Linked DNA regions of Arachis hypogaea: region 2 is linked to region 1. Evidence: chromatin contacts called from public Hi-C data. All regions are on one chromosome and are shown on one strand. The core of a region is the stretch at or near the end of the contact, and the rest is flanking DNA. Distances in the headings are between cores, read along the strand shown.

Region 1 (4,483 bases), core at 164-2,663:
GGAAAAAAAGAGAGCATGGTACATATACCATAAAATATAAATTATACCTTTAATTTTAAATTTAAAATAAATTTTAATTTTATCTTTCAATAATATCATTATGGTAGATAATTATTTAATTATTTTTTTAATTGTGTTTACGTAAATTACTCTTAATTACGTTATTTTTATTCTAAATAAATTATTTTTTAATTTTACTCTTAATCAAATTACTTCCATTCTAATTAAATTTATTTTTATTAAGAATAAAATTTAAAAATAAATTAAATAATTATCTATCGTAAAAAAATTGAAATTATTAAAAGAAAAAATTAAAATTTATTTAAAATTTAAAAATAAAATTTAATTAAATTAAACATTAAAGAAGTTGGGTATATTAAAGACAAAAATGTATACTTTATACTTTATTATATATATATATATATATTTTTTTTTTGGTTTCCCACGGTATCCCCTAACCCGACAGGTCAAGGACTAATCCGCCGCGGTACTGAGCTCCATTTAAGGGTTTGCCGCTGGCCAATGGGTTGCTGCATGCACAAGGCGGGATTCGAACCCCCGACACTTGCTTAAGCGGACTAGTGAGCTAACCACTAGACCAACCCAACTTGGTTTATATATATATATATATATATATATATATATATATATAGCTCTTTTTTTTCTTTTCTGTAAATTTATATATTAGCTATTTTACAAGTACGAGTAAATCTTGAATTTGTAATGTAATTTATTCTGTTAAAATTCACTATCATTTTACTTGATTTGCTAATTTTTTAAGAGTAATGTATCGTTTTTGTCCCTAACGTTTTCGTCTTATTTAAGTTTCTTACATATCAAAATTGTCTCAATTTTATCTCATCATCAATTCTATTAACAGATTATTAACAAGATGACGACATTATAAGATGATTTTAAAATATTAAAAACTTAAATAAAACAATTTAAACGTTAAGAACAACTTTAAGACGTATCCAAAATATTGACAATAAAAATAATATTTTACTCATGTTTAAATTAGAATTTAATTTTAAGACCACCACAACCACTATAAACATTAAAAAATTATATAGACATTTATTTTTATATCATTGAATCTGTTAAAAATGTTTGACTCACACTTATTTTCTGATGAAAAGTTTCAGGTAGAATGACAGATAATTAAATGGCACTATAAAATCTTGTAATTATTGTTATATGACTAAAATATAACAATAATTGAATTCGAGAGCGAAGAATAAATTTTTTCAATAGTTATTTATTTTTGGTCGCGGGGTGCGTAGAGCCTAAACTAAAATTAGTTTGAAAAGGCGAAGAAAAAAAAAAGGAAAAGCCTAACCTGTTATTTTTCTCCGGGTAGTGTTCTAATTCAATCTTCTATTGAGTCATAAGAATGGGCCAACTGGTACATTTATGATATGCATCATGCTGATATGTATCCATTTCTTTCGGCTTAACGCAAAATGCTTGTACACTTTTTTTAATTAATAGTAGCTAGATATAATTTTTTTCCCCTTTTAAAACAAACGGGGGAAAACGTTTTTTAAAACATAAAGGTCCTCACAGTCTATCATTAGCTACATCTTTTTGTATGATACTTACAATCCCAAAGTTATTAATATCTTCTACACAATTACATATCCATGTACATACTACTATACTATATCACAGGTTCATCATTCCTATATATTTTTCACATCTCTAATGTTTCTAGAATAACATGCTACAAATCTGATGAATGGATTGGATTACAAGAACAAAAATGGACTCTGAAGCTTATACCACCCACCCAAAGGAACAAAGTGAATGGCAATTCAAGGTTTCATACAATGTAGGTCTGCTTCAAATTCTTCCGACCACGCTTCCCTCTGGGATTTGCAGTAATCAAGGCATTCACAAGTTCAGAGTCCTCTTCGGTAATCAGTATATTTGCTTTGCTCGGGTCAGTCAGCAGCAGCTTCGCCACGAGATATCCTGCAATCGACCAAGTCTGAAACAGTCGCGATTGCTTTCCAATGAACCGAGATCTCTTTGTGTCATAGTATTCCGGCCACTTGTCTCTGGATATTCTTCTCTCAGCAATTTCAACAGCTTTTGCAGCAATGTGAGGTCTATTCATCTTTATGCATGCAACAGTGAGCTGCAATAATAGTGATTAAACAAAATCCTCAAACCTTCATAAAACTCAAACAGTGTAATTTATCACTAACTAATAAAATTATTGTTTGTCATGAGTGACTTGGCCAATATAGCTAACCTGCCATAGCAATGTTGGCCAGGAGCCTGCATTATGGTAGGACCAAGGCCTGTAAAAAAAAAAAATAGAATGGCACAATAAAATCATTTGATGAACATTTCGATAAACCAGACATCGGAAAAGCACCATAGAAAAGATATAATACGTGTTCTTAGGATCGCTGCCTGTGATTATCTGCCACTCCTGACCTTCGAGAGCAGGGTAACAGATCTTGAATGGCATCTCTGCTACCAAATCCGACCATTTGGCTTCAATGAGGTCCAATATTGCATGTGATTGCTCCATGGTGGCCAAGCTGTTTACAACGGACCACAAGTTTCCAAGTGAAAAAAATCGAAAATCCATGTGAGCCGGTTGCAGGTTACCAATAAGATAACCTCCTTTGTTTGGCATCCATTCTACTAACCAAGGAGAAATCTGGTCTGGGTATATGTTGAACTTGTTAACTGCATCATATGAGTACTCCTCTGTCTTATACCGATAAATCTCATTTAACTTTTTCATATCAATCCAGTAATATTCTCTAATATGAAATGAAAGAGCTACTAGACGATTGTTCAATGCTCGTATAAGATCTGCTGATCCGTCTTCCGGAGTAAGCATCTCCCGAGCACAAAGTAAGGCAGAATAAAATAGTGCCTAGGGAAAAAAATGAAGAAACAATAAACGCAATGGAATACGCATTGGAGAAGCTCACTTAATCACTATTTAATCTTTGTTGCAAACATTTAATACAAGATACTTCTCATAATAAAATAAGAAACTAATTTAGAATACATAAAATTCAATATTTTCCTATGATTAATACATTCTACATTATGAGGTTTTCTCCTTCCCAGGAGATGAAAATTGATTCTCAAAGCTAGTCATAGAAATTAGTTTATTACAATGATAGGGATTTTAAAAGTTAAATGGATTCCAAAATCGAAACTTACAGATAAAGTTAAAATTCTTTACTTTTGCCAACTGTGGCAGAAACAATTTGAAGTTTCACCTGTTAGCATGGGATGATATTAATATCAACCACTTACACATAATAATAGTTAGCAACAATTATAAACTAACATCATCAACACCTTACTATGAAAGAAGATAAAGCTCATTCTAATTAGAATAAGGGATAGGAATGTTGTTCATAAATCTTGCACAAGATAATCTGTTTCTTCTTCATGCCAAATAGCACATATAAAAACATCATTTTTGCTCTATAAGGAAATGCACAACCATGAATAAGCATAAAGTTTTCTTTTTTTATCTTTAAATAAGTACCAATTAATTAAAACTTATAATTGAAGAAAGACAGGAAATTCTCTGTACCTGAATCTCCAAAGGATGCCCGTGAATTCCCATTCTCCGATCTATCATGCAAGAACCATCAGTTACTAATAGCGTTGGAAACATGTCAAAACCATCAGCAAGGCACAATCTCAAAATCATCTTAATTCCTGTTTGCACATCAATCCTCTCCTGAACAGACAGATCACCGGAGCATTTTCCATAAGCTCGTAATAAAATAATCCACCACAATCCTAAAGATCACATAAGAAATAAGTTCAGAAATCTAAGGAATGTTATATTAAGTTTCTTCTGCCATTTAAAACAGAGTTTACTGAACTGAACAGTTATTTTACCGGAGTCAACTGGAGCGACACGGCCAATTGCTGCCTCACCAAAGTCAGGATCCAAAACCTCTTCTGTTGCAGAATCATCACCATCTAGAGGAACAGTCCTAACCTTAAAACTAGCAGGCATCAAACCTTGTCCAGGACTATGACAATCCATTGTTTTCTCCCAGCTCTGAAATTTAGATAAATGAATTCAGCATATAAGAAATAAGACAGCTAAGATTCTGTGGTTCTCACTGGGTCAATTATATGCAATTAATGATCTAAAGAGGGGGAAAATGTTTTTAGCCAAATCAAGACAATTCACAAAGTGGAATCACTGTACTTCCACTTCAGCAAAATCTAATTAGGAATGTAATTCGACAAGGTTGTATTAAATGTTGCTAGGGCAAGTTATCAGGATCATAAGACTACTATGACTTTACCTGCAATTGAAGTGTATAAAGGATAAAATTGCGAACAATATCATGCTCTCCCTTCAATAGGAAAGCTATTCCAGAAGGAATGAAATCTCGAATGAAGACCTGGTCATAATTTAAAACATTGGAACTGGTTGGATCCTTTGCAGCAATAGTTCCTATAGGACTGCCACAATAATGAA
Region 2 (4,403 bases), core at 1,562-4,061, 100 kb before region 1:
GAAAAGTAAGGTAAGAAGAAAGATTATTGAGGGATAGAATTATAGGTGGTAATTTGAATGAAAGGCATAATGGCCAGCTATAAGCAGAGACAAAAAAGAAATGATTTGTGTTTGCCACCGCCATGCCATTTTTCCATCTTACTTAGGGCTCAAATCCAAAAAGAGAAAAAGCTTTGTCATTTAATAATCCAAGGGATCTTGCTCTGTATATCATGGAAGATATTATTCCCACGGTACGTATTTATTCTGACATCACCACCACGTTAGCCTTACGCCACCACAAACCTATTTACATAATTATGCACAATATTACACTTTTATTATAATTAACCTTCTCTATATTCGTCATCAGTAAATTACGTGTCTCCCAAAGTAATATAATTATCAGTAATGTTAAGGGGAGAGTATCTAATTTTTTTATATTATATAATATTTAAAATTATAATTATTTTAAAAATAATTAATGAATATTAAATAAAAAATTTAAAATTATTTGAACTAATTTTTTATATATGTCTTCTAAATATTATTGTATAATTATATCAAACGAAAAATAAATAAATAAACAAAGACAAAATGAAAGATTGCATTTAGGGCCAGAAATAAATTTAGCCGGATCAAACTTCATTACTAATAAGTTAGGTCTATAATGTAATTAATTAATCAAATTTGACTTATAATTTATGATAGATTTTTTCGAGTACTAAGTTTTATCTGATAATGAGTTTAGCTTAATCTAAAATCTGTTAAAAGATTTGATATTTTTTTTTAAATAAAATATTTATCTTAAGAAACTCATTTTAATGACAATTACTTATATGCAATATATAAAATTCAATATTTACAAGAATATAATTATTTTTAAAGTATTTAAATTATAAAAATATTTTAATAAAATATAATAAATTTAAAATATTTAATAACTTTTAAGATCCGACAAATTAATAAAACTAATTTGCAAACTTGGATCTAACTTATTAATAAATAATCTGGATCTAAACGTATTTTATGACAAACTAAATTAAGTATTAGATCAAATATAGGCCAAGCACCAGATCTATTTCCATCTCAAATTGCAATTCTATATATATGTTTTCTTTTTTCAATATAAAATACCTGTTAAGACTTAAGACTGTGAGTAGGTAGGTCATAGGATTTTTCCCTTCTTCTTACATGATATAAAGCTTCCAATACAAATTTTCTAGTTGCTACTATCTTACTAATTAAATTAAAAGAAAGTATAGGGAATAATATTTTTTTTAACAACGTAAAAAATAATAGGTTAACAAAAAAGTTAATTTTAATTTTAAAATTTAAAATATTAATTAAATTTATTCATATTTAGTGAACCTAAAATGTAATCCATTGTTTACCATCTCTATCATCTATTTAGGGGAATTGTTAAATTAATCTAAGAGCTACAAGATGAAATAGCTGCCTTGTTTTTTTGGGAATACCAACAAACTAACAAAGAAGGGGTAACAAACACTGTAATATAGACTCCTAGAGTTCAAAAAGTAATTATATTTGTCACTTTGGCTTTGCTACTTATGTGTATATAATCATCTAATAATCTACTTAATTGTAAGATTTCTTACTCAATAGCTATACTTTTTACTTCACTCATCAGTTTCTACAAAAAATGTACTTCATCATTTTATGTGCTTATTAGTTAATGACAAGTAACAAAAAGAGAACATAATTATTATTAACTGAATTATTATATATTGTGGCTAAATTCTTGAACGGTAGATAAACTGGACGCTTTCAATTGTCCAGATGGTCCACAAATTTTTAGGCATGACAAAAGAATATGAAGTAATTAATCATGGTTGTCACCCTCTTAATTAATTCATATGAGATGATAACAATATTATAAGTTTGGGGTTTTGGAATTTGAGAAAAAAGGTAGGTGAATGTGGGGTTAGTTCGAGTTTAGAAAGTTAAAAGAGCAAAAGGGATATGAGAAAGGCAAGAAGCTTTTTTGATCCCAAAAGTCAAATGAGCAATCACCCACCATAATGATGCTTCACCGCCGATGCAGCAGAGAGAGAAATGCATCCAATATATATAATCATTATATAGTATATATATTAAATGAATAATATATATTAACATTCAATATATGAAATTGGTCCCCCAGAAAAGAAATATTTTTATAATAAAAATGATCTTAATAATAAACAAACACCGGAGAAAGTGATAGATATATAGATACTTTACACTGAATTGATGATGAATATATGATGGATTAATTTTTTTCATCACTTATATATACATTTGATTCTATGTATCTATCTCTATTATTGTGCACTCATCATTATTAATATTAGGCTTTTGCTTTTTCCCATATTAAATAACGAAAAAAAAACTAAAAAAATTCAGAAAATTTATTATTTTTAATTATTAATATAAGTTTTTTACTCTAATAATTTAATACATTTTTAATTTATATTTTTAGTATTAATAATTAATTATTAATTAAAAATAATAAATTTTAATAATTTTTTAATATTCTTCTGATATAATAATAATAACCTACAATTCTACAGTAACAACATATATAGGGGAGGATGTTGCATGGAAGTTTCATATAGATTTTGAGGGCAAACTAAAATTAATTATTAAAATTAGTTATTAATATAAAATATATATTAAAAATAAATTAAATTACATATATTTATATATAATAGTAATTAATTTTAGTATATAAATAATATTTTTTACGAATTTTTGTCGTCTATTGTTGACCTCCATGGCACAGTGAAATTCCACTAACCAGTTTTTCCCAGAAGCTTTTTATTATTATTAGCACACACACGAACAGTGCCATCACTATACTACGACTTGAGGACAAACTGATAGCTTCTTCCATTGTAAATTGAAAAATAAATAAATAAAGGTATGCTATACTACACGAAAAGTCTCTCTTCTTTCCTATTATCTTTCTTCACTTTTTAGCATATTCTTCGCTTTCCCTTTTTCAACATTTTCAGCTATTTGTTACTTTCAAACATTGTTTGTTTTATTCTAAATCCAAGAGATTATCAATTCCCCCATCACATGTTTAGAATATAGCAGAGAGAGAGGGGCAAAGAGCAAAAGGGAAAGTTATTGGGTTTTGTAAACACTATATATAAGTTATAGTGTAATAGCTTCCAAAAATAGAGAGAGAAAAAAACATTCTTGCTCCTCACAAAGATCATCATCATCTTTCTATATATATATATATTGGATCATCATCTTGGTACTAATAGTAATAAGTAGGAGTTATTATTATGATGTCAACAACAACAACTTCACAAACTATGGTTAATAACCAAAGCTTATTTGGGGAGCAAGATCATCATGATAATGAGAATATGGCTACAGAAATGGGATTTCTTCCTCTTCTACCAACAAACATGATCTTCCCTACTTCTCCTTTGGGATGCAATCAACAACAACCCTGCTACTCGTTATTGAAACCCTTCTCTTCCATATTATCTCCAAATTCACTTGCATCTGATCAAGCTGATTCAACATCAAACCTAACCGCTGAAACCCTACTCGCAACTGATGCGCAACAAAAATCAGGATTGGACCTCACCTCTACAACTTTTCTTGGACCTCAGTTCCTATCTTTGAACAGATCCACTATAAGTAATCCATGGTGAGAACATTAATTCTTTTATTGAAGTTGTTTTTTCCTTGTTGATAAACTATTTTTGGAAAATGAGATAACGTAATTATATGTATAGAGATAGTGAGTCACGGGTTTGGTTTCCATATAGGGCAACGGGAGAAGTACCTGATTGCTTCAGCAGTAAAAGAAATGTAGTAGATAATCATCATCATCATGTGGGGGTTCCTACCATTAAGATGAAGAAAATCAAGGGAAGACGAAAGGTTAGAGAGCCTAGGTTTTGCTTCAAGACTATGAGCGATGTAGATGTCTTGGACGATGGCTACAAATGGAGGAAGTACGGTCAAAAAGTGGTCAAGAACACACAGCATCCCAGGTACATACTTTCGTTTTTTATTAATGCTATTGTGGTTCAAAGTTTTTCTCTTCTTGTTTTTGCTTTAGTATAAAAAGTTGAAACAATAATAGATTAATACATGTCAGTTTATTTAATTTTTCTGTTTAAACCTTGTAGCGGTTGTACTATACACCAACACATGTTTTATATACTAATGGTGATTCATTCTCTCTCCAATCTTTCCCACACCCCTATCACATTATTGCTTTTTTTTTTTTATCAGTCTTCACCCACGCACATTGGCTTTGAGGCTAGCTTCTGGGTTTTGGGAAGATTTTAGTTTTCTTGAATAATGTGTGGGGATGACAACAATAATTATTAAAGCAAGATTTTTCACTTTATGTCAAGTTTGAGGGAGAAAAAGAAAAGCATGGAACATAA

What was found. A called contact is a pair of places that touch in the nucleus more often than the background predicts.
Region 2: a contact with region 1 is called in a Hi-C map of an unstated tissue, with 2.1 times the contacts expected there. The contact joins the promoter of LOC112791206 here to the enhancer-like site in region 1. A contact is called at or near these places in 2 of 8 Hi-C or Micro-C datasets (leaf and an unstated tissue).

What each region holds. Positions count from the first base shown.
Region 1 is chr3:122,600,456-122,604,938 of arahy.Tifrunner.gnm2.J5K5, reverse strand. LOC112791204 (neutral/alkaline invertase 3, chloroplastic) reads right to left here. Exons shown (of 7, transcript XM_025833935.3): 2 at 4,308-4,483; 3 at 3,889-4,054; 4 at 3,575-3,786; 5 at 2,403-2,896; 6 at 2,258-2,306; 7 at 1,395-2,140. The coding sequence ends at 1,823. Among protein-coding and RNA genes, the nearest start is that of LOC112791204, 3.7 kb to the right of the region's middle. Within about 2 kb of position 1,413, at least 2 of the 3 cell types and tissues checked have open chromatin away from gene starts, as enhancers often do.
Region 2 is chr3:122,704,283-122,708,685 of arahy.Tifrunner.gnm2.J5K5, reverse strand. It overlaps LOC112791206 (probable WRKY transcription factor 24), which reads left to right and starts at 2,811. Exons shown (of 3, transcript XM_025833937.3): 1 at 2,811-3,652; 2 at 3,774-4,001. The coding sequence starts at 3,279.